Regions from separate parts of the Mus musculus genome. Here all the other regions are linked to region 2. Evidence: chromatin contacts called from public Hi-C and HiChIP or PLAC-seq data. All regions are on one chromosome and are shown on one strand. Each heading gives the region's core, a stretch centred on a gene start, on an enhancer-like site or on the middle of the called end of the contact. The rest is flanking DNA. Distances are from core to core; before and after follow the strand shown. Region 1 holds the start of Copg1 (coatomer protein complex, subunit gamma 1). Region 2 holds the start of C87436 (expressed sequence C87436). Region 3 holds the start of Cnbp (cellular nucleic acid binding protein). Region 4 holds the start of Rab43 (RAB43, member RAS oncogene family). Region 5 holds the start of Smyd5 (SET and MYND domain containing 5).

Region 1 (2,949 bases), core at 177-2,676, 1.4 Mb before region 2:
AGTGCTCTTAACCGCTGAGCCATCTGTCCAGCTCCCAAGAGTTTATTTTTCTTAATTTATCTACTAACCATACCAGAAGTCTTCCCTTGGGCTGCCCTAATACTAGCCACACTAGCAAATACAATGAATAAAGTCCCATCTTCCTGGACCCAGGCTTTATAAACCAGCACTCCATGTATGTTAGTATCTGACAGCAGGGCTGGCAGGTATTCCTGACCAGACACAGGCATGGTGGCACTTGCCTCTTGGAGTACGGCACTCTTCTCCAGGTGCTGGAGGGGGTTGGAGCCTCCACCTGCAGTGCACAGAGAAGACTGATTACGGTTGTGATCTTGAATGAACTGCTTTTCTCCTTTTTCCTGTGCTGACACAGACTCTCATGTATCGCATGCTAGCCTTTAACTCAAAATGTAGCAGAGGTCGGCTCTTGTGCATCTGATCTTCCCGCCTCGGCCTCCTGGTTTACATGGTACTGTGGATCATACACAGGGCTTCACCCAAGCTAAGCAAGCACTCTATCAACTGAGTTACAGCCCCGAACTGTGACCCTAAACCTGCCAAACACGAGGAAGAGAGAAGGAAGTCTCTATCATCTACCAGAGGCCGTCAAGGCTCTCTCACAGTCACCTAAGCATTCTTTCTGAGCATTTTAGGGTTCAATAATTGGCACTGATCTATGCAACCAGAACTTAAATGAATCTATGTGTCGGAGACAACCAACACTAACTAACCTGTGACTGAGTTTCCCTGACAGCAGATATTACATTAAAAAATTATGCATGCGATTATCTGGTTACTGTCTGGGCTCTCCATCCTAACATTCCTATTGCAGGCATCTAGTATCGAACTTGCTTTAGCTACTGTAATATTATGATCAGTGAGGTGCCTGATGTTCAGTAATTGTAGTTTATTGAATGAATGAAACGGTCAGGGTTATTAACTGTAGGACTGGTTACACCCAGATAGGCAAAGAATTATCGCAGCAAATACCAAGAGGTCGGGTGAAATGCAAGGTAACATCCAGCCTGGGAACCTCCTCTGACAAGATGGGGAAACTGAGGCCCAGAGAGGAGTGTTACCCGCACAAGGTCACGCAGAAATCCTGGCCAGAGCTGGAGAGGGCAAACAGCACGTTTCCTCCGAGAACAGATATAGATGGACCTGCGCACAAGCCCCTGCCCCTCTTGGGCCTCGGATCTGGCTCTGACAGAGGCCCGGAAGAAGGAAGCCAAGGAAGGTCCCATGAACCCCTACGAGGATCTGACCTCCCCAGGTCTTTCAAGGGGCCCTCACCAGACTCCTCGTCCTTCTTGTCGAATTTCTTCAACATGGTGTCAGCGGTAGCTCCACGCAGCAGGAAGATGCTCAGAGTAGCGGTGAGAACAGCTTCTCCCTGCGGCTTCCGTACTCCCGCCCGCCACGTCGCCCTGAGCACTGCACTATGGACTGCGCCTGCGCACTCTGTTGTCTGCGCCTGCGCACAACTGCGCCCACCTTTTTCATTGCCTGTCCGGAGATTGCCAAAACCTAGGTGGAAGAGGGCGGAAGGGGAGGGGTGAGACCCAGGAAAGTGGGCGTGGCTAGACACTGGAGGCGGAGCCTAGACCTGCGGTTGCGGGTGCTCCGCTTCTGCGCCCCCTTGTGGTCCTGTGGCTGCTGTGTTTGCAGTTACCCCTGGCTGAATTTAAAGGGCATTCTGATGGGAGGGTTGCATGCAGCACGCTGACCCCATACATGTTCCCTGCTACTCTTTATTGTCATTTTCCGGAAGTAAGTCTCACTAATAGGTTATTTTTCCGCCACCGGTAAAATGAGCCAATTCAAGTCAGGTTAGAATATTTTAAGGGCAAATTTATTGGGAAGCTGCTCTCAAACAAGTTCACTGGCCCCAAGGATTGAGGCCAGAGGAGTCACCATGACAGAGATGGTGGTGAGAGGGAAAAGGGCATCTGTTGCTAGCCAAGGAACCGATTCCATCCGAGTCTAGCTTTGTAAGGCAATGAATAGAGTTATGTACATTTGTGCTTTAACATTGAGATATAACTGGACATAGCGAGTAATTTCAACACTCATGAGGCAGAGAAAGGAGGATGAGAAGTTCAAGGCCATCCCCCTGCACCAGACCTACATGACTTCCACCTCAAAAAATAGAGCCAATGAGATGGCTCAGCCGCTAAGTTAAGGTGCTTGCTGCCAAGTCTGAGGGCCAGGTTCAGTTGTGAAAATTATTAAATGAGTCTTTTCTACCAAATACTATAAAACTTGTGGTTTGACAAGGAATTCAAATATTGTTGCTGACAAATTGGCCCACAGAGAAGATGAGTATTAGGCAAGGGGAGAGGGTGAGGCAAGCCAAGCCAGATAGTTAGGGGAATTTAGCAGCTCTGACTTGATAGCAATCAGGCCATTTCTGTAACTCTGACTTACTTATTAGAGATCAGGCCATTTCTGTTGCTCTGACTGACTAGCAACCAAGAGCGTCTTTATTTACACAAGTTTCACAGAACAAAGACAAGCTAATGATTATCCAGTAGTACAAAATATGTCTGACTTATCATTACATAACCAGGGTTAAAAGCTCAGTTACAAATAGAAAATATAAACAACAGATTTTATTCTTATTATCTGCCCTATAACACCAATTTAAAGAATCTAAAGACTGTCTCCTCCAAAACAAACACACTTACTATGTGGCAGGCTGCTTGTAGGCTGGCAGTGTTTGCAGTTTTAAAGCACTCCAGACAAACAGGAAATATCTGAATTGGTCTTTTTATGAGCTGCAAAGATGACTATCTAACTTCATTATATGTTTTATCATGTAAAACATGATTAAACATGATAAACATAGTAGAAAATGTTTATTTTAGTCAATATAAATTGTTTACTGAGTTTATTCCTCCAGGGGTATGCCCTGTATGACTCCCTGTCTTTAAACTCCATTTTCAGAGA
Region 2 (3,044 bases), core at 339-2,838:
AGTAAACATAGCTATTTCCTTTGTACACTTAACATTTTCGGAACCTGAAAAACTGTTTCCAAAGGGGCTGAAACCTATTTCCTGTGTCAGGCTATGTGCATATGAGTACAGGCAGCCATAGCCAACAGGCTGCACTGCATATGTCTGGAACTGTAGTTACAGGTGCTTGTGAGCTACTAGACATGGGTGCCGGGGACTCAACTCAGATCCTCTGCAAGAGCAGTATGTATTCTTAACTACTGGGTGGTCTTTCCAGCTCCCACCTCTTTTTTGAAGATAGGGTCTTACTATGTACACCTGGCTGTACTCAATATGTGGACCAGGCTGGCATCCAAATCACAGATATCCCTCTATGAGATTTTGTACCTGCAGAATAGGAAAAGGACTTCCATTAAAGAACTAAGTACAGTGTGCTGAGTAAGATGCGACTGTAAAGCCATTAAAAACAGTTGAGATCTGTATACCAGTAACAAAGCTTAGTGCTTTGTGTATGCTATGCTTGGTTTTGAAAGGAAAGGAAAGGGGAAAATGGGGCTGCAGAGATGGCTAGTGGTTAAAAGTGTGTATTGCTCTTTTAGAGGGCCCAAGTTTGGTTCCAAGCAGTAACATCAGGGCTCATCTGCCTAAAACTCTTAATTCTGGGAAGTCCAACTCCTTTGACACACTGGATATACACACATGCATACACAAAAATCTTTTTTTAGAAAAGACTTTAAGGACACAGCATAGTTGTCTATTTCCTCAGCAGTAATTTGAGACCCGAGAAATGGAGGTTTAATCTCATTTTTTTTACTATTCGAATTTGAAAACATGTATCACTACGAATTATTACAGAGTTTTTTTCTTATTTTCCTTTTTTGGGGTGTGGTGGGGCGGGAGGTAGGGGGCAGGATTTCTTTGTATCGCTCTGGCTGTCCTGGGATGGACCGGGGAAGCCTCGAACTCAGAGACTCGCCAGTCTCTGCCTGTAGAGTTCTGGTATTAAAGGAGCTCGTCACCATACCCAGTTTGTTCTTTTCTTTTTGAGACAAGGTCTGTTATGTAGCCTAGCTGTCCTGGAATTTGAGATCTTCTTGCCTTCGCCTCCCGAGTGCTGGGATGACAGGCTGCGCCACCACGCCCGGCTTGCAGACTCTGTCTTAAAAAAGGATACACAAGGAACGCGACTTGTGAAGGAGCTCCGCTGGAAACCTGAAGGGTCTCCCGATGATTGTCTCTTCTCAGCAAGAGGGTGAGCAGCGCCTGGCGCTGGCTGAGGGAACCCGAGGCGCGGTAGGCTGCCCCCTGTCCCATGCGGCCGCTGAGCTGGTCGGTGTGGGGACGCTGTTTTGGGCACGTGAACACCGCCCCAAGTAAGAAAGAAGTATTCGAGTGCATGCATTCACACAAGGGATCCTGTGGAGGCGCTATTTACCCATTTTAGGAATAAAACTGTCTGGTTGGATCGAGACGTCACAGCTCGCAGACCTTTACTGATTGTAGAATCAGCCCGGTCACTGTCAAATAACAGAGTCCGGGCCACAATTCCTCGGTGTTGTTTAGGGGAGCGCGCCTAAGCTCAGCTTCCGGGAACGGCCGGCTGGAAAACGCACTTCCCATGCGACCCGCTTCCCGGCATCCTGCGCAAAACGCCCACTTCCGGCGGCGTCAAACTGAGGGCCCAGCAAAAATGTCAGCAGTCCGACACGCAGTTCCCCGAACACTTTTTCCGCCTCTGTTCCCACCCTAAGCCGTGCTCCGCCGGTGCTTGGCCTCTCCCACTTTGCCCCCTTACCTGCCTCGCAACTCTAGGAATCTCGTTGGTGACGACCCTCGCCGCGTCTCTTCTCCTTTTACAAACGGACTTTTACAAACACGTCCAAACTGTTTGCTTGTAACGACGGTCGTTATTGGTCAGATCAGCCCACGTGCGCCAAGGGCCCGCTCACCTCCGCTGAAGTGGCACCATGGGATTTGTAGTATTTCAGGGGAGTGCTCTCTTTTGGAAAACTACAGAGAAGGCTCAGGGTGCTGACACTTTGTGGCTTTACCTAAACGTACAGAACACACCAGCAAGGGCTTCCCGGTGGTCCCTAGTACATCGAACCTGAACAATTCTGTGCTGAAAACAGTTTTACTGGAATCGGAAGCAGAGCTCGCCTGAGCTTGTATGGTTTTCTCTCGCTTCGCTCTTACACATTATTGAACGACTCCCCCCTTGGAAAGAGCCGAAATAGACTTTATGTATATTTGTTCTTCAGAATCGTAAATCCCCGGCACCAATATTGTGTTTCCTGGAACTCTTTCTGTAGATCAGGCTGGTCTCGAACATAGATCCGCGGGCCTCTTCCCTCCAATGTGTTGGGATTAAAGACATGTGCCACCACCGCACTTCAGAAACACTCGGAAAGCTATGGTGCCTTAGGTGAGGCCGGTGTGTTCCCATAGCTTGGACACCTACTGGTGGTGCGCTGTAGGCACAATTGCTTTGCTCTAGCCAAATTTTACTTTTCTCCGTTACAGTGGCCCTTTTCTGGGATCAGATTTTTCTAATATTGTTTCAGAAACTGAAGGAACTAAAAAAAGAGATGTTTCCTCTCGCCACAATTTTTATTTGCTGTTAAGTTCAAAAGCATTCATATTTATACCTGGATCACATGGCTAGTTAGTTCCTAGCAACTGCCTCAAGTGGTGACCAGAGAGCATCAACCCTCATTTCTTTGCCTGGCATTGGGAAGTGTTTCTCCTTTGTTCTATAGTTCAATGTCAAGCCCTCCAATAGAGAGACATGCAGACAACATCTTTCTGGATGCTGTTTCTCTCCTTTCTCATTAAGTGTGCAGTGGTTCATGAAAGACCTTGTGATCCTCACCTCCCTGTCTTCAGAACCAGCCAACTTGGGTGTCCTCACACCAAGCTCTCCCAGGCTGCAATTTTCAACTGACATTTAAAAAAAAACAAAAAACAAAACAAAACAAAAAAAGCAGATAAAAACAAACAAAACAAAACAAAAAGCCGGGCCGTGGTGGCACACGCCTTTAATCACAGCACTTGGGAGGCAGAGG
Region 3 (2,866 bases), core at 296-2,795, 1.4 Mb before region 2:
ATATATAGCTTTGCCTTATACATACTCACTGCTAGAATTTATGAAGATGCTGCTTGTCTGCAGTTGCTTTATCTGCAACGCTCTGTGAGTTCAAGATCAGCATGGTCTATGAGTAGTGAGTTGCAGGATGGCCAGGGCCATGTAGAGACCCTGCCTCAAACAACGAGAACAACAACAAAGATTTATGTGTATGTGGCTGGGTATATTTATGTGCACCTCCTAAGTTAGAGGACATTAGATCCTCTGGACCTGGAGTTATATGTAGTTGTTAGTAGGATATAGGTGTTGGGAACTGAATTCTGGTTCTCTTCAATAGCAGCATGTGTTGTTGCTGGTGTTTTTTTTTTTTTTTTGTTTTTTGTTTTTGTTTTTTTTTGCTTATTTTGAGACTGGGTCTGACTATGGTTGAACATTTTGTTCTTCTGTTGAAATGGAATCTAGAGTCTTGTGCGAGACAAATGCTCTTCTAAACCATATCTACAGCCCAAAGGTCTTACTATGTAGCTATGGCTGACCTGGGACTTGTTATGTAGATTAGATGAACTTGGACTGACAAGAGATCCTACTGCCTCTACTTCTCAAGTGCAAGCGACTAAAGGTATGCACCACCACGCCTGGCTGCTCTCAACTTCTAAGTCATTTCTGCAGGCCCATGTGTAAGTTTAAAGAGTAAGTCGCTAGCGGAAACTAAAATCTAGACAAATTTTAGTACTTTTTAGAACTCAAGAGACTTGAGATTTCCAGATTCTTCATGTTTGTATTAAAAAAATCATTAAAACGGGACAGAGTTCTAGAATGCTTTAGTTTATATAGAAATTGTCTTCAGGGTGTGTGGTAACGCTAGGGAATCAAACCCAGGACTTACAGGAAAAATTTATCTTCTGCTTTGAGGACCTATGACTACACACACAATCTATTTTGGAGACACCATGAAATGCAAACGACGGTCACTCCTGAATGGGGCAGCCCAGGCAATAACTTTCTTGGCCTCCTCTCATCCACAAATCCTAGGGATGTCATTCATTATGGGTCACAAGAAGTGTTGTGACACAAATCACCTGTCACCATCTTCAACCTCATTAGGCATTTTCATTTGGGGCTATTGCAAGCCAGGGGCACTAGCAGCGCGCTGTCGGTTTATACCCAGGAAACACAAAACCCAAACGCATCTCATGGACCGTAACGGTAGCCACAGCCGCTTCTATGATCAGGCCACTAAGACCTTCCCCCAAACCTAAGTGTGTGTGTATTGGAACCTGGTCTGCTTCTGAGCCCCACCAGGCTTAGGGGAGGCCGGGCAGGGGGAGATTGGCTCCCGCAAGCTGCGACCACTGCCCGGATCAGCCCCGTAGGCTGGAGAGAACCAGCAAAGGTTCGAGGGACGAACTGCTAGTAGGAAAGCAGCGAACCACTCATCGTAGACACGGAACCCAGGTACGGGCGGGAAGGCCGCGAGCGCTGCGGGCCGGAAGAGGCTGGGCGTGGAGCAGTCCGCCCCGCCCCTGCCGCCCTCGCGCGAGGCCGCGCTCCCAGCGGGCGATTCTGATTGGCTGGCCTGGCTTCCTGCGCTGATTGGATCCGTGGGCGAGGCGGAGGAGAGCCGTGCGCAGCGGCGTGTGTGGGGCCGTGTGCAGACCCGCGTGTGGCGCAGGCAAGGACCCTGAAAATAAACAGCCGCTGCTTTGCGAGTCGCCTTCTTGGTTCTTCGTCCGAGTCTCCTCCGCTGTGGGCAGCTCAGACGCCGAAGGTGAGAGGCGAGGGTGTAGCCTGCGCAACGGAGGTGGCGGGGTTGGTGCGGCCGAGACGGACGGAGGGCCGGAACTGCGAGGCGCGATGGCGGCCGCACCTCGGCCTGCGCCCTGCTGCGTCAGGCGCGGGGCTCGGCCCGAGCGGCGTCTCGGCTCCAGTTTCTGGCCCGCCGTACTGTGGCGGGCGTCCTGTCCGTCCTGCGGCGCTGGCACTAGGGCTGGAGCGTGGGGCCCTCTCTTGGCCCCGAGGGCCACGCAGGCCTCATCCGTGTGGCGACGAGGCCCGGCGCCCTTGGGGCCGAGGCGAGGAGAGTCGCGCGCGGGCCTAGCGCCGAGGGCCAGTGTGGCGGGAACTCCTGGAACGGGGCGGTGTGGCGGGGGCGAGAGCCTGGTCGAGGTGGAGGTCCCCAGGCCGAGCGCCCGGTGGAGGCCTGGCGGGCCATGTGCCAGCGGCTGCGGGGCCTCAGGACCTGGCCTGTGACGAAGCCCGCGCACGCCGCTGTAAGGCTTGGGAGTCTGGATTCGGTTCTCTGTACTGGCGACCTTTATTCAAACTCCTGATTTCTTGTAGTTCGTATTCTTAAGCAGCTTATTCGACATCGTTAGTCAAAAGAAACCACCTTTCCCTGGATCGATGAGAGTCAAGTCTTAGGTCCCTCACCCCCCCCCCCCCTTTTTTTTTTTAATGGAGCGGGAACCGGGTGGATAGGACCCGTAGGTTGTCAGGCCTTTAAGGCCATCAGGGTGGCAGAAGTCCTTGCCAATATTTCTCGGATTAAATGGATATAAATTACAAGAAAGCCTCGGAAGTAGAGTTGGCAAAGATCAATCTAGATTTTTCATTACCGTGAAAACCTGTTTTAGGACGGTTTAATCGTTCTCACTTGGGTTTAGGTGTTGATTTTATAGGTGAAGCCTTTTGCCTGTTGCCACATGTCAAGCACATGGCCTCGGCCACCAGGCACTTTCAGAGGAAGTGACTACATCTGGGGTGGGGGTGGGGGTCTTGGAAAAGGAGACATTGCACAGCAATCGGCTGGTTAGGTTTTTGCAATATTCTTGAAGACACAAAATAGACAAGAAACCACGACACTCAATCTGACTGCATTAAAGTAAAA
Region 4 (2,917 bases), core at 162-2,661, 1.4 Mb before region 2:
GAGGCTGCTCACAGGGCCTGTGGAGATGGTGCCTGGGGGCTTGCTTTCTCTGCTTTCCTTAAGTTTCCTCTTCCCTTCCTTACTGGGGAAGTTTTGGATTTTGTCTTGGATTTTGCCTTTCGTTCATGGATGGATCTCAAGGCCCTAGAACAATGTTTGGCTTGCAACAGCCATTATTAAAAAACTATCGAATCAAATAGCCATGCAGGGCCTAAGGGGGCTGTCCAAAGAAGCTAGAGTATTCTCAGCTTTCTCTCATTTTTAGGGATGGGGCCTATTTGATCTAGTTCAAACTGTTTACAGACATCTGGGTCCCATTTCTGTGACTTCAGGTTTCTCAGGCCAAACTTCTGAGCTGGCTGACTCACAGGTTTCCCTTGTGCAGGAGGTGTTTGGCTGGGACCAGGACTCCTGTTCCCAGCCACCCCAGGTTTGACTGGACTCCTGTCTGCTCTATCAATTCTTCCAAATGGAACTCTAGGCCATTCTGCCCTCAAGGATTTTCATTTCCTCTGTCTTCCTTTTTCACCTAAGGGAAGCTGCCTTTACTGTGTGTCACCAGAACTTTCCATTCTCCGAAGAGGGAACATTGAGTTGTGTTCTGCCTCATCAGCCCTTCATTGTCAGCCATAGCTGTCCCCTGCCCCGAAACGACTCTTGCCTGTTCCCCACTGGGTGCAGGCCAGGCGAGGGACGGAGGCATGTCAGTGAGGGGTGGACGTGGGGCCCGGCTGAGAAGGGCATGAGGTTAGGGAATGATGAACTGGCGATTATAACGAGTTGTTGACCTAATAGGGGCCAAAGCCTGCTATGGGGGCGCAGCGGACCGAAGCGGAGTTGAAGAGGCGCGGAGAGCTGAGTTGAGAGGCGTTAGGGAGGAGTTAGCTCCAGGGCTACGAAAAGGTGCGGGTGGATTTCCGTCTTGGATGCAGTGCCTAAGGCGAGGTCCAAGCCAAGAGGCTCCGGAGGATTAGGGCGGGGTAAGAGATGTTAAGGGCGGGGTCAGGACCAAATAGAGGATCAAGGCGTTGTTGACAGCGAATCCGCACCGGGCTTAAGTCCGGGTTAGTGAAGTGCTGAGAAGTGAGAAAGAACGGTGCTGAGGGCGGGATTGGGGTGGTGTTGAGAGAAGGGTCGGAGGCTTTGGCCGTGGTGGGGTGCGGGCGGTGCTCGGAGAAGGATCGGGGAGGTGAGAAGCTTAGAGGGAGTGCTGGGGGGTCGGGACTGTACTGACAGGCTAGGAGGTGTTGGTTATGGGAGGGGGAGACTGGGCGGTCCTGGGGGCGGGACCCAGAGGCGGAGTGGCGGGAGATGGGCGGTGCTGGGGATCAGGGAGGCTCGCCCCGCCCTGAAGGCGGCGCACGAGCGGGCCTGAGGTAGCCGTGGGCCGGCACGGCACCGACGGCTGGCAGAGAGCTGCGGAGGGCCGGGCGGTGCGCTCCCGGGCGGAGCCGAGTCCTCGGGGCTCCGGAGCGGAGCGGGGCGGGGCGGAGCGGGACGGTCGATCGGTCCGCCGTGCAGCTCGTTCAGGTGCCGCCGCCGCTCCACGTAGCCCGGCGGCGGGCCGGCTAGGGCACACGGACCTCGGCCCGCGGCTGTCCTTAGCCCAAGCCGGGCCCTTGCGTCCCAGGACTCCCGCGGAGCCATGGCGGGCCCTGGCCCGGGAGATCAGGACGAACACTACGATTTCCTGTTCAAGCTGGTGTTAGTGGGCGACGCGAGCGTGGGCAAGACGTGCGTGGTGCAGCGCTTCAAGACCGGCGCCTTCTCGGCGCGTCAGGGCAGCACCATCGGTGTCGACTTCACCATGAAGACGCTGGAGATCCAGGGCAAGCGGGTCAAGGTGGGAGGCGGCGCGGCCCGCTGCTTTGCTCCCGGCGGGCGGTTCGCGGCCAGTCCTTCGGCTTCCCCTTCTTTCAGAACGGGCTTGGGCCTTGATGTCCGTGCTGGGTTCAGGTCCGAAAGCACCACCTTGGGCTCTGGGAGTGGTGACAGTGGGCGGCCAGAGCGTGGAGGAGGAAGCCTGCACCCCACTCCCGCCCCCCCGTCTCTCAGCCTGGGGACTCCTTCGAAACAACTTGCGGTGGAAGGCAACCTGCGGGCCGTTCCGTGAGCGCCACGCATGCCGGGACAGACCCTTCCCTGCGCGGCCCTCTGGGGAGCACTCAGCCAAATAACGACATCCCCGTGACCGGGAGGGACCAGGAAGTAGTGGCTGCTAGGACCGGAGGTCCAAAAGTTTTTGTCAGAATTTCCTCCCTGGCCACGCCTCCCCGCGGTCTCTTTTATGGACCCGGTGGTGGAACTCCACTCCACCAGGGCCAGCGCGGAGTTGGGGTGGGGGTGGGGGGCCTCCCCGACTAAGGGTTGATAGAAACCGAAAACTTCATCACAGATACCGGAAGGTGGGGGAGAGAAGCAAACTTTGGCAATGACCCCAGCAGAAACAGCAGGATGTGGTTGTCACAATGTCCTGGCAATGATTTGATAAATAATATTTGTGATGAATGAAATCAAGTTTCTTAACCTAGGTGTCTGTCCTCCCTAAAAAAAAAAAAAAGGTAGCATCCTGGACAGGACACAGCGCTGTTCTTGTGCACAGAGGCTCTTAGTAACTTTCCTGATTTCCACCCTGCAGAAATCCTTTGCCGTTTTTCACGGTTTCTGGTTCACAAGGATCTTCAAGACAGCTTTAAAGAGAACTGGGTGGGGGCAGTCTTGTGTTTTCAGACGTGAAGCCCGAGGATGGGAGTCTTTTGACCCTGTTGCTGGTGTGGCTCGCTGCTCATTTGGGTGGCTGTAGGCCTGTTCTCTGTTGCCCTTGGCTGGAATACTTTGTTCTTTGTTTCTATAAAGTTGGGATAATTTCTGGGTGTTGCCTCTCTCCTGTCCCATAGTGTAGAAAAAAAAAAAAAAA
Region 5 (2,700 bases), core at 30-2,529, 1.0 Mb after region 2:
ACAAAAGCCTGTCTGCAGCGAAGCCAGCAGAGACCTTTGCTCTCAGGACTGAGAAGATACAACATAAAGGAGCCATACAGAAGGATTTGGTTGAGTGAAGTGCGCCCCCCACCCCAAAACTCTTATTGATCAACTCCTTGGGTTTGTAGGTTTTTAGACCAGGCTGGCCTTGAACTCAAATCCGCCTGCCTCTGCCTCCCAAATGCTGGGATTAAAGGCGTGCACCACCACGCCCGGCTATCAATCAACTCTTTAACCAAGTAGAAATGGGACCGCTGATACTAAAGATGTACTGAAAACATGTATTAAAAGAAAACGTGGGATGGAGGTGGGGTGTTTCAGCCACAAGGCCCATTAACCAGCACTTGGGTGTTGGTAGATGAGTTCAAGTCCAGCCTCAAGAACAATTTGGAGTGTTTTTTTTTTTTTTTTTTGCCTTTACTTATGTGAATTTTCTATTCTACAGGGAATAAAACACGATTAATAGAGCCGATCATACTGGCACAAGTCTTTAATCTCAGCACTGGTGAGGCAGAGCAGCCTGGTTTACATAGTGAGTTCTAGGACTGCTGGAGTTACAAAATGAGACCCCGTCTCAAAACAAAACAAAAACAAAAAGCACAACAACAGAAGCAACAAAAAAGAACCATAATACGAATCACGAAATCATGTCATTCTCTTGCTTAAAACCCTTCAGGAGAAGTGCTCGGTGTGTAGGTTCTGGTCCAAGTTCCCTAGCTCTCTTTCCAAGTCTCCACCCATACCTTAGTCAGAAGGGTCGCTGGGGAGCCCAGTCTGCTTCATACCTCCGTTCCCTCGGCTAAGTACTCCCCTCACTACCGCCAGAATAGTAGCTAACTAAGCCCCAGCCTAACCAAGATAGCCTTGGCTTTAATCTGGCCCAGGATATCCCTCAACCCCAGGTCTACCCAGAGCCTCAACTCCACCCAGGACAGCAGCAGCACGGCCACCCGCCAGTGGACCGGGCTTTCCTCCCTCCCCCCGCGCGATATCGCCACGAGCCTGGGCACGAGGACCGACTCTGCACCCCGGGCCCAAGCAGCAACCAGACTGGCGCCGAGGGGCCCGGACTCCAGAATGTGAGCGTGGGTTCCCCCGCGTGGCTCTCCGGGCCCGGTCCGACCTGGCCTCACCTTGATGCTGTCCACATAACGGACTTCCACGGAACCCCGGGCACGGTCCGCCACGCCCACGCAGAAGGAGAACACGTCGCACATGGAGGCCGCCATCTTGGGCACGCCTCTGCCTTCTGACCCTTGACCCCGTCCCGGGAGGCCCCGCCCACAGAGCCAGCGAGCGCTCCCTTCCCCACCTTACCCCGCCCTGGGACGTGGCTAGCAATTCAAGGCTTTTGGTGTCTTGGTTGCTTGATTGGGTGGAACCTGGCCTGACTTTGTGCTTGGACTTCTGGTAGACTGTGTCTGACTCGGTAGCTTATGTCGGATGGACAGCATGAATGACGGCTGATGGAGTAGCTCAGGGGAAGACCCCCTACTCCCCACCCCCCACCCTCCAGCCTATCCTAGCTGTGTTCTTAAGTGTCCATAGTTGCTCTTCCCACTGTCTGGTGTTTGAGACAGGGTCTCACTATGTATCCCAGGCTGGCCAAAAGTTTGCAGCCCTCTTCCTGCTTAAGCAGCCCCTCGTCATTACCTCCAACACCGAACAAAGTTTTTAGACCCAGAGAAGACTGTCTTATTTTTGCTTTGACCCTCCATCCTGGTTGGATGCTGGGCTCACTCGGTTTAAAATTTTTCCCTCCCTCTGGTGGCAACATTTTTATTCTATGTTTGGGAGAGATTTGCTTTGAACACATGAGTGCAGAACTTTGAGCCACAACACTGCTTAAAACCAGCATTCCGACTATGCCTATAACCTCTGCATTCAGGAGGTGAGGGCAGGGAGGACCAGAAGTTCAAGGTCAACCCTCAACTACGTAGTGAGTACATGAAACCTGTCTGAAAGAGAAATGCACGTGATACTCTAGCCGAGGATCCTGGTTTGGTTTCCAATACTGGTTTCCAACTATCTGTAACTCCAGTTCTGGGGGCTCTGATGACCCCTCTTCCAACCTCCTCAGGCACCAGGCAGGCACATAGATACATAAAGGCAAATCAATCACATGCATAAAGTTAAAAAAGAAAAAGAAGAAAAAATGATTTCCTTTTTCTATAAATAACTAGGTTGGATCAGTGCCTCAGAGTAGTTGGGGACTTTCTTGACATTGCAGAGTGTGGTTTATGGAGCAGTAATAAATGGACCTCACATATGAGGACCCCTTAAGTAGACACAAAAAATGAATGTACACGAGGCTGGGAGAGAGGACAGGTCTATTTCTGCAACTAGACCTGACTACTATACCTTTTATTGTTTTGTGTCCCAGTTGACTATTCCAGTTGACAGGGGACCTGTGTCTGCTCTGCTATCGTTTCATAGTGACTTTAGGGGGTGGGGGAGATAACTTAGTAATTGTTTAGTAAGTGATTGAGTTTTTGTCTTTTTTTTTTTAAGACAAGTTCTCTCTTGGTGGGGAGGGGGGCATTGCATTTGATACAATGTTTCTCTGTGTAGCCTTGACTGTCCTGGAACTCACTCTGAACAGGCGGCGGAACTCAAACTCAATAAAGCTCTGCCTCCCTAGTGCTGGGATCAAAGGCATATACCACCACCACCACCACC

Evidence for each region. Hi-C and Micro-C count contacts between places; a contact is called where the count stands out from the background. HiChIP or PLAC-seq counts read pairs in DNA pulled down with a chosen protein or histone mark.
Region 1: a contact with region 2 is called in an H3K27ac HiChIP or PLAC-seq map of double positive thymocytes, with 7 times the contacts expected there. The contact joins the promoter of Copg1 here to the promoter of C87436 in region 2. A contact is called at or near these places in 1 of 39 promoter capture datasets (liver), 1 of 484 Hi-C or Micro-C datasets (B cells), 2 of 115 datasets of contacts at active chromatin or transcription factors (double positive thymocytes and thymic regulatory T cells) and 1 of 9 other capture datasets (liver).
Region 3: a contact with region 2 is called in an H3K27ac HiChIP or PLAC-seq map of thymic regulatory T cells, with 12 times the contacts expected there. The contact joins the promoter of Cnbp here to the promoter of C87436 in region 2. A contact is called at or near these places in 1 of 39 promoter capture datasets (hippocampal neurons), 1 of 484 Hi-C or Micro-C datasets (CD8 T cells) and 4 of 115 datasets of contacts at active chromatin or transcription factors (astrocytes, double positive thymocytes, embryonic stem cells and 1 more).
Region 4: a contact with region 2 is called in a Hi-C map of B cells, with 11 read pairs. The contact joins the promoter of Rab43 here to the promoter of C87436 in region 2. A contact is called at or near these places in 4 of 39 promoter capture datasets (hippocampal neurons, liver and pre-B cells), 1 of 484 Hi-C or Micro-C datasets (B cells), 2 of 115 datasets of contacts at active chromatin or transcription factors (astrocytes and thymic regulatory T cells) and 2 of 9 other capture datasets (adipose tissue and liver).
Region 5: an H3K4me3 HiChIP or PLAC-seq map of embryonic stem cells shows a contact between it and region 2, with 8 times the contacts expected there. The contact joins the promoter of Smyd5 here to the promoter of C87436 in region 2. A contact is called at or near these places in 2 of 39 promoter capture datasets (hippocampal neurons and pre-B cells) and 3 of 115 datasets of contacts at active chromatin or transcription factors (embryonic stem cells and thymic regulatory T cells).

Annotation. Positions count from the first base shown.
Region 1 is chr6:87,886,417-87,889,365 of GRCm38.p6, reverse strand. It overlaps Copg1 (coatomer protein complex, subunit gamma 1), which reads right to left and starts at 1,426. Exons shown (of 24, transcript NM_017477.2): 1 at 1,294-1,426; 2 at 243-295. The coding sequence starts at 1,330.
Region 2 is chr6:86,437,218-86,440,261 of GRCm38.p6, reverse strand. It overlaps C87436 (expressed sequence C87436), which reads right to left and starts at 1,588. Exons shown (of 10, transcript NM_001364557.1): 1 at 1,415-1,588.
Region 3 is chr6:87,849,785-87,852,650 of GRCm38.p6, reverse strand. It overlaps Cnbp (cellular nucleic acid binding protein), which reads left to right and starts at 1,545. Exons shown (of 5, transcript NM_001347325.1): 1 at 1,545-1,747. It overlaps Gm44064 (WAS/WASL-interacting protein family member 2), which reads right to left. Exons shown (of 2, transcript XM_030255689.1): 2 at 338-2,291. The coding sequence ends at 1,413.
Region 4 is chr6:87,810,273-87,813,189 of GRCm38.p6, reverse strand. It overlaps Rab43 (RAB43, member RAS oncogene family), which reads left to right and starts at 1,411. Exons shown (of 3, transcript NM_001039394.1): 1 at 1,411-1,843. The coding sequence starts at 1,646.
Region 5 is chr6:85,430,555-85,433,254 of GRCm38.p6, reverse strand. It overlaps Smyd5 (SET and MYND domain containing 5), which reads right to left and starts at 1,279. Exons shown (of 13, transcript NM_144918.2): 1 at 1,155-1,279. The coding sequence starts at 1,250.